2 separate regions of the Gossypium hirsutum genome follow, and region 2 is linked to region 1. The links are chromatin contacts, called in public Hi-C maps. All regions are on one chromosome and are shown on one strand. The core of a region is the stretch at or near the end of the contact, and the rest is flanking DNA. Distances in the headings are between cores, read along the strand shown. Region 1 holds the start of LOC107887405. Region 2 holds the start of LOC107887413 (aconitate hydratase, cytoplasmic).

Region 1 (4,659 bases), core at 1,074-3,573:
AACTAATTTACTCATTTTTTTAATACAAGAGACAAAATACAATCCGACACATAAATAAAGACCTCTATAATACTTTTACCTACAAAAGCTTTACATGAACATGTCACTCCAATTTTTTGACCAAAACGTATTTAGTTTTGTAAAATTATTTGATAGATGAAAATTTTTAACTACACGGGTTGAAATTTTACCAAAAATGTTGTTGAGATTTTACCTCATGTTTACCATCCAATCACCCTTCATTTAAAAAAATAAAATAAAATTTGTCATTTATATCCAAATATGGAAATGTTACGTCCAAATAATGAACCTTGTGACAAGGTTCAATTAGAAGGCCTTCATTTCCTGTACAGATGGCAACAGGTCCATAGGAGACGAATGGTTTCAGTTTACTGGGAATATCCAGCTTTATATGCTTCCTTCACAAAAATTGAAACAGAGCATAGAGCCACTCAAAACATATATATCTTCTAAAGTTTCAAAACAAGTTCAAAAGCTTTTTATAAATTCAACTTAACAGATATGACAAATCACTCTCATACAGCTCTTTCAAAACTAAAACATAAAGTTTCATAAAGCTATAATTTTGTTTTTTTGGTGTGTGAATCAAAAACCTTGTTCACTATGTATACATTTCAGTATCATAAGGCTGATGCTTAATTAGATTGAACCTTGCGTATTGATCCTGCATTTCTCGCGCAAAGCTCAAGTCCAAGCTAGGCAGCACATTCCTTTGCAATAGCGATCTAATCAGAGCCACCACAGAACTACTGAATTCAGGCCATGAAACACACAGTGTTCCCTTTATGTTCTTTAATTGGCATCGACTTAACAGAGCAGCAGCCAAGCCATCAATCATACTACCTGATGGAAAATAGTCTAAACCCTTTAGAAGGGAAGAAGCTACATTGCTACCACCCAATCCTTTTCTTTCGGCTAGCGTCTCCAGCTTAAACGCATAAGTTTCATCCGGTGAGAGCTTTCCCCTGAAGTTCTGGCTCTGAATTGAATCCAAAATCAAAAGTCTGTCAGGAACAATGTCCCCGCCAATTAGCAGCCTCGCAACAAGGTGAGATCTCTCTGCAGAAACACCATGTTGAACTGATACAAGCAGAGTAGATTTATCCCCATTATTCAGGGAATAAATGTTGCAAGTTTTGTCTCTGAAAGAGGGTTCGACAGAGAGGCCGGAGAAAGGGACCTCAGGTAGGATAAGACTTCCAACTAATGTCTTAGGTGACAAATGGTGGAAGATGTACAAAGATGGTGAAGATAATGCAACAATGAGGAGAGATGGGCGAAGGGGCTTTTCAGGCTTAGGAATAGAAAACACAAGGAATGGCGACGCAAGAGATGGTGATGGAGGTATAAAGTTGTTAAGATCTTCCTGAAAGAATCTAGATGGTGGGGGGATTTCTGTTATAAGATCTTCCATTTTTACAATTTAAAGCTCAAGCTCTGCGCACTAGCCAATTAAGCAAAACAGAAATATTATCAGCATCAATCTCCAGATCTCAAGGAGATAAAGAAAACAGTTAAACCTAGTTCTCTAGCCAAAATGTACGAGATTAATAAAATTTCAAAATTTCAACATAGAAAATAAATGTCTAAGAATCAAAGTTCATTGCTTTTTTACTTAGAGTAAACTATGAACATCATCATTTGGCATTTCTCAGAAGGATGGATAGTCCAACATCAATGAAATTTCATAGCATACTTCACTAAACCAGTAAAAAATCGGTTACTTCCATAATCAACCCTAATGTAATTATCACCCCCTTACAGTCATTAAATCACCCTTTTTCCCCTCATTCAAAGAAACCCAAATTTCCTTAGTGTCATTTTGTCAAATATTTCACATGCATAACCGAGGAACACGCAAAAATAGACAACTTCGTTGCCTAAGCAACAAATTTATCCAACAATAGCTGCAGTGATTAGCTTACAGCTCAGACCTTCAAATAAAGCAGCTAATTTAAAAAGATATATGTATGAAACAAGAATTAAGAACTAAGACAGGTTAAAAAAAATCACTTACAAAAGAAAAGAGGCATAAGCAAAGGGACTTACCGGTCAGGAAAGATAGACTTGGTTGGGAGGAAGAGCGGTATGTTTTTCACCTCAGATAGGCAGAAGAAAAGGAAAGTTAGTGAGCACTGACCTCTTGGGCAAGTTACGTTTCCTAACTTGTTTGTTTTAGGCTCTATTGTCTCTCCTCCTTCCAAGAACCTGATATGGCCCAGACCATAATGCCATCTGACACCCAAATTTGACGAAGCTTTTGTTTTAGATTTTTGCACAGGCCCAGTCTTAATTTTTCTTCGATTCGGTTGGATGGGTTAAGATTGTAGTTTATAAAGATAAACTGCACTATTAGTCATTAATTTATGGGTAAGTTTTTGTTTTAGTCATTAACCTATTCAAAAGTTTTCATTTGAGTCACTGGACTATTAAACTAGATGTTATATGGCTTTTTTGTTTACATTGCCTACATCAATCAAAAGCTCTCTTCTATTTCTTTTCTTATTTTTTTTTCCATGAAAATGCTTTTGACGTCATAAACCTATAAACCAAAATTCAAACAACTTTTTTTTTCGATATCTAACACTGATCGTTACATCGACGTTGATCTAAGGTATGTTCTTCTACTCGTCGATGGGTATTGATCCACCATGCCAATCATCGATTTGTCGTTTAGAGCTCACTGCTGGAACTTTTTTTTAAAAAAAACTTAATAGGCCAATAACTTAATAAAAACTATTGAATAGTTCATTGACTTAAATTAAAACTTTCAAATAATTTAATGACCTAATTATAATTTTTTTTAATTAAGTGACCAAAACAAAAATTTACCCATAATTTAATGACTAATGATATAGTTTACCTTAAATAAATTCTTTTATTTTATAAAAATTTAAAATTTAATTTCTCTATTATAATTTATTGAAATTAATCCCTACTTTAATGGAAAACTAGCCAGCTTCGTTTGGGAATTTTTTTATAATTTTTTCTTAAATTTTTTGCAAAAGATAATAAAGTTAACTTTAATAAATTTCTTTCAAACATATTATTTTATCACTTATAGCATAAATACATATATATTTATTACTTTTATTAAATATTAGTTTACTATCCTGATTTATTTTTGGTAAACTTATAATCAATTATATCAATTAATTTAATTTAATTTAAAGCAATTTTTTTATAAAAAAAATCAAACTTTTTATTAAATCAAATTATAAATGATTGTATTAGGCATAGATTGTTTTAGATCAAATTATGGTTATGGTCCCTCTACTATGTTTAAATTTAATATTTAATATCTATACTTTAATATTATATAATTTGTTTCCTCTACATAATTATGGTCAAAATGTTGAGGTCGAATTCTTTCTTAAAAATTCACATAACAATTTTAATCGAAATAATTAAGAATATTAAGTATTTGGACTAACTAATGCCGTTAACAAAATTATGTCAAATTAAAATATAAAGTCTAAATCTCAAAAGTAAGCATATTAGAGAGTTTGGAACTGTAATTTTACCATTATTTTATAATAATTAAAAAAGTTAAAAAAAGATTAGGTCATTAATTACTCCAAATAATTAGAACTATTAATAATTTCGATAGTTGACGTGATTTAAAAAAAAATACTCTTATTCTAACTCATTATGATAAAATCTATTATAAAATAAAAAGAGATAGAGAGGGTAAAGAACAAAAAAAATTATGGGAAGCAATAGAGAATGTATTTTATTAATCAATGAGATTATCACAATGCTTCTTCAAAGTCTCTATTTATAGGCATAATAAGCATAAATGAAGTAGAGGTGTAATTTAATGACTATTAGAGTTTAAAGTACATCAAAACTTATCTTGATCTTGATGGACATCCACTTAATAAGAAATTCATAACACTCCCCCTTGGATGTCCATTGGTAGATAATTTGTCTTGATAAAACCTTATTAGTAAAAACCCTGTGGGATAAAAACCTAATAAAGGAAAAAAAGTACACAATCTTCCATTACAAGTTGCCTCTATAACAACCCATTTTCAGTTAAATCGGAACTGTAGTTTTGGGACCACAAATCCGAGGTTGAAATATTTATTTTATTATTATTTTATTTCCTACATCATGATAGTAGTACTGTATAAAAATTTCGTTAAGAAATTTTACCGTTTACATACTTAATTTGATAAAAAAGGGACTAAATCGCATAAAGTGCAAAAGTTGAGTTCTAGCAGCTAAAGGTATTAAATAGCTATAGAACTTTAAAGTATGAGTCCTTATGTGGTATTAGACCAAAAATGTTGATATTGGAATATGATGGCTTGGTATTATTGAAATTTTTAATGTTTTTAAAGGTTATAAAATTAATTTAGTAAATAAATGATAAATTAAGTAAAATAAAGTAAATGTATCATCTTTTTCCATTATCTTCAACTAAATTTTCAAAGGAAAGAAAGCCATTAAAGCTTTCTAGGTTCGGCCATGGTATCCTTGGGTGCATGGTATCTATTTTTGTCCTGTTTTTAATTATTTCTATGTTTTCGGGATCGTTGTAGCTTAATCTAGCTAGCCCGGGGACTAATTTGAGAAACTGTTAAACTATTAGGGTTTTTCAATTAATTAATGTGTATAAGTTTTGATGATTTA
Region 2 (4,659 bases), core at 803-3,302, 430 kb before region 1:
CAATGACAAGATCTACCGGAACCTGAATACAATATATTTTCAGTAACAAAATTTACGGATAGATTAAAAAGGAAAATTATTCCATGATAGTCAGGAACATTGTAGAAGACATTTTACATGCAAAAGTGCATATTATTGAACTGATACCGATTAGAAATCTCAAGATATCTTCCTATGAACTGACACCGATCAGGATCACAGATGGAAACAAGATGCCTCACACTGCTAACGTATGAAAAAAATCAGTTAATTATGCTTTCGTACTAACTAGCATATTAATATGATATGTAAAAATTTCTCAAGATCCACAACCTTATTAAGCCAAAATTTTCAAAAGATTATAATCTTAACCAATAGCTTCTAGTAACTGACTATCCCTCTCAAAATAGAAAATGGTTGACAATATGTCCGTACCCTTATTACAGTAAATATTCAAGCAAATGATGTAAACAAGCGCACCAAAGGATTAATCTTGCTAGTATCGCTGCCAAGCTTGTTCATAGCATCACGCATACAAGCAAGGTCGACCACAGCTGGCACTCCGGTAAAATCCTGGCAACAAAACAGACTGGATTAAAAACAAAGCAAATCATCACCTGTTCCTTTAGTCGAGAAGAATATAAATATGTATATGTATAACAAGGATTATCAAACACCTGTAATAGAACACGAGCTGGCTTGAAGGGGATTTCAACTTGCTTTGGTGATGTATTTTCCCAATCAATAATTTTCTCAACATCTTCCTTCTTCACTTGGAAGTTGTCACAATTACGAACAGCCGACTCAAGCAGGATTCTGATCGAGTATGGTAGCTTATCTATTACATATACAGCAGAAGCAAGGGACAGACACAATCAGTCACATAACTAATGGAAATTACTGGCTGGACCCAAGGCATGAAGTAGTATATCCAATCAAGTCATCGAGTGAATGTATATATATGTATAGTTGTACGAGAAAATTACCAATCCTTGGATCATTGAGAGCAGGCAAGCTATAGAACTTTCCAAACTCGCCACCACCTGGCTTGGGAAGACTCGTCAACACTTCCTTAAAAGGATGTTCAGCAGCTGAAAACCATAAAAACATGTTAACCAAATCAAAACTCCAAGGTGATGAATTGAATTGTCAATTTTAAATAATTCAAACGATTAGAATATAGGGTATACATCATTTTTTAAAACATTATACTAATTTAAAAAATATATATATCTCCTTGATCCTGCAATCAATAATGATATGTTAATTATGAACCGGAAAAAAACAATTAAAAATTTTAAATTTGAGGCCTCGCGCTCATTGAAAGCTAACAAAGACTTTGACTTAGAGTGAGAAAGACAGAGACGTTAATCTAAGCTAAAAACTAAAATCAGCAAATAAAATGTTGAATTAAGATTAAAACAGAATCAAAAGCATGCGAAAGAAAGAAGCTTCAAAAGTATTGGAGAGTAGTACCCATAGTAGCAAACTGCTTCTGAAAGCGTTCAGTGACAGGATTAAAGGCTCTGATCTGAGCACGGAGGCTAAGAGGAGATCTCCAATCAAGACGGTGGCACCATCGCGAAGCAGAGGAATGGAAGGAACGAACAACGACGGATGCAGTAGATCGCTGGTTGTTAAGAGCAGAAGAAGAGGCGGGATTGAGATTCCTCAAAGAAGAAGGAAAAAAGCGAGTACGAGTGTAAGAGGAAGTTGCTCTTAAGAAAGAAGAAGCAGCTGAAGAAGAGGTAGAAATATACATGACGTCAAATGATGATGTAAAAGATCAAAGGATTAAACGAACACACATTCACAGGATAATGGCAGTAATCATTAAGCAGAAGATAAGGGAAATTCAATGACAGGAGCAACCAAACAGAAATTCATGGCCCTTTCTGCATTTTTTTTTTATTTTTTACCTTAAGTTTGTTAAAAGTGGATGAGAAGAGAAAGAGAAAGGCGTATGGGAAGTGAGGGCAGTGGAATGAGGAAGCAGCATAGGGCTACGTGCCCGCTTTCTAGAACGGCTCTGGCCTCTTCAGAGCTGGTCACTCCGGAATTGCAGGGATCTATAAAAGTGCTAGTCTAGGGTTTTAATTTTCACTCACCAATTAAGTTCTGCCACCTGCATCTTTTAATTATATTCTTTTTCTTATATTTGTTAATAGAAATAATTAGAACTAATGAGTTGAGTCGTGTTGTTTAGGTCTAGACTTGTTCTTGTTTACAAAAGGGGCATAAAATTTTTTTCATATATAAGTTAGATAAAAATGTTAAAATTTAAGTTTAGTTAAATTCACTCGTATTAAAAAATTTTATATAAAAATAAATTTAAAAAATATAATACAAAATAAATATTTCCTACAAAATAAAAAAAATAGGTGCATCTTAGTAAGCAAATACACTTAAAATAAAAACAAAATTAATAATAAAATAATAATTATATAATATTCAAATAACAATAATAAAATAATAGTAATATAATAAAAAATAATAGCAAAATAATAATAATAACAATAGTAGTTCATCTTTTTGCAAATTCGGGTCCGGTCAAGGGCCCAGGCAAAAAAAAGTTTACCTAAGCCTCGGTCCATTTAGAAAATGAGTCTTATTTTTTATCTAAATTAATTTTTTGGGCTTATATTTTTGTCTTTTATCAAATATAGTCATAATGCATAATTTGGTATTGAGTTTAACTTTTCTTTTTTAATTTGGTGTTTGTGTTTTTTTTTCAATGTGACACTTGTATTTTACAAAAGTTATATATTTTGGTGTCTGAAAATAATCATATTAATTTTTTAATATTTAATTTAAGTTTTAGAATTGATTTAATAAAAATTCATATTTAACTAACAATATTAACAATTAGTTCAATTAATATTAAATTTATTCTATTAATAAAATTATGAAAAATCCAAACCTGTTAATATTAGTAATTAATTTGCATCAAATCAATTCTAAAATTCGAATTAAACATTAAAAAATTAACACCGTTACTTTTGAGTACCAAAATATATAACTTTTGTCAAATACAAGTACTAAATTGATATAGAAAATAATATAAATATCACATTAAAAAAATATCAAACTCGGATACCAAATAATATGCTAAGCACAGTTAGTAATCTGATTAGTCCTTAAAACAATTTAATTTCTATTAGATGATTATGGAGTTCAACTCTAACTATTTCAATGTTTAATTTGAATAATTCAAAAGTTTAATTAATTTTTTTATTTATTATAAAAATGCTAAAACTCAAAGAGGTTGTAGTTATGTATCTATATTATTATAATTTTTTATATAATGTTTATAACTATCTATAATCTCTCTTTTAACTTTTAAATACGATGATAAAAGTATTTCAGCGCGCTCAAATCCAGATTACCTTACATTTGCAATAATGTCAATGTCAATTAAACTAAAACTTAATCCACTTATATATTATTATAATATTTCATTGTGAATTATATCACAATCTATCATCAATTTGATTAGAAAAAAAATTTAAAAAGCATTTTTTAAAAAAAATTAAATATTATTATAATGTGTACACAAAACTCTTACCATTTCATCTCTATTTCATCCGAAGAATATTTTTTATAAATATATATTAAAAAACAATATTACTTTTACTCACAATAATCTAGTTAAAATATGAAAGATTAAATGTTCCATATATATGCGAACGGGTAAACTTGAAGTATATATCAGTTTTAGAAAATAATTAGAGTTTTAGGTCAATTTTTTTTATATTTAGAGAAATAGGCCGATTTTGGAGAGAGAAACAAAAAACGCATCTTCTCTGTTCTAATTTTTTTTTGTGTGTTCGATGTTGGAAATTTGGAGAAAAAGATTTATTTGTGTTTGAGGTATACATTGTGATAGTTTTAAGGTAAATTTGAGTTCATAGTGATGCGATAGCACTCAAAGACCTACACATCTCATTTGCTGTATTGGGATGGAATCATCACCTTAGAAGCCCATCGTATTACAACTCAGGCTTAGAGTTCACGGTGCTTATATGGTCACGGGTTGAAGTATAACTATGGCTCCTAGTTGACGGTGGTTATGCGGTCCCGAGTTGGAATATAACTTGGGAGCCCAGTTGGTAGTGGTTATGCGTCACGGGTTCAAGTTTCATGATACTGGAAGAGAATACTTTATAAACCTCATACATAAGTTTGAGATCATAATCATAGGGAAAAAATGGGTTTTCCAGTATAATAAACTTATTCTTTTTCTCCATCTCCACCAGAAGTAGTATCCTTAAACTAATTGTCTGAAACCTATGAAAGAGTTGGATGTAAGAGGACTTTCAAGGGGGTGACTGTGTCGGTGGAGAGAAGATAAAACTCGAGTTGATGCAGTAGCAGTTGTAGTTATTAATGAGTTCCTTAATCACAGCAACCACTGTCGGCCCGAAAGGACTTTCATCTTTTCTCCACCATCACAATTACTCCTCCCCCTGAAAGTCCTCTTCCCTCAACTTTGTCATAGGTTTCGAACATGGAGGTCAAGGATACTGCTTTGGTGGAGATGGAGAAAAAGAATAAGCTAATTATACCAGAAAGGCCCTTAGTTTTTCCCTATAATTATTGTCTCAAACTTATATATGGGGTTTATAAAGCATCCTCTTCCAATGGCATTAAACTTGAACTCGTGACTGCATAACCACCATC

What was found. Hi-C and Micro-C count contacts between places; a contact is called where the count stands out from the background.
Region 2: a Hi-C map of leaf shows a contact between it and region 1, with 2.9 times the contacts expected there. The contact joins the promoter of LOC107887413 here to the promoter of LOC107887405 in region 1. A contact is called at or near these places in 2 of 34 Hi-C or Micro-C datasets (both in leaf).

The regions. Positions count from the first base shown.
Region 1 is chrA03:70,880,215-70,884,873 of Gossypium_hirsutum_v2.1, reverse strand. It overlaps LOC107887405, which reads right to left and starts at 2,323. Exons shown (of 2, transcript XM_016811637.2): 1 at 2,071-2,323; 2 at 477-1,465. The coding sequence starts at 1,435. The coding sequence ends at 623.
Region 2 is chrA03:71,306,662-71,311,320 of Gossypium_hirsutum_v2.1, reverse strand. It overlaps LOC107887413 (aconitate hydratase, cytoplasmic), which reads right to left and starts at 2,052. Exons shown (of 21, transcript XM_016811647.2): 1 at 1,899-2,052; 2 at 1,456-1,716; 3 at 966-1,070; 4 at 657-817; 5 at 460-552; 6 at 1-22. The coding sequence starts at 1,459.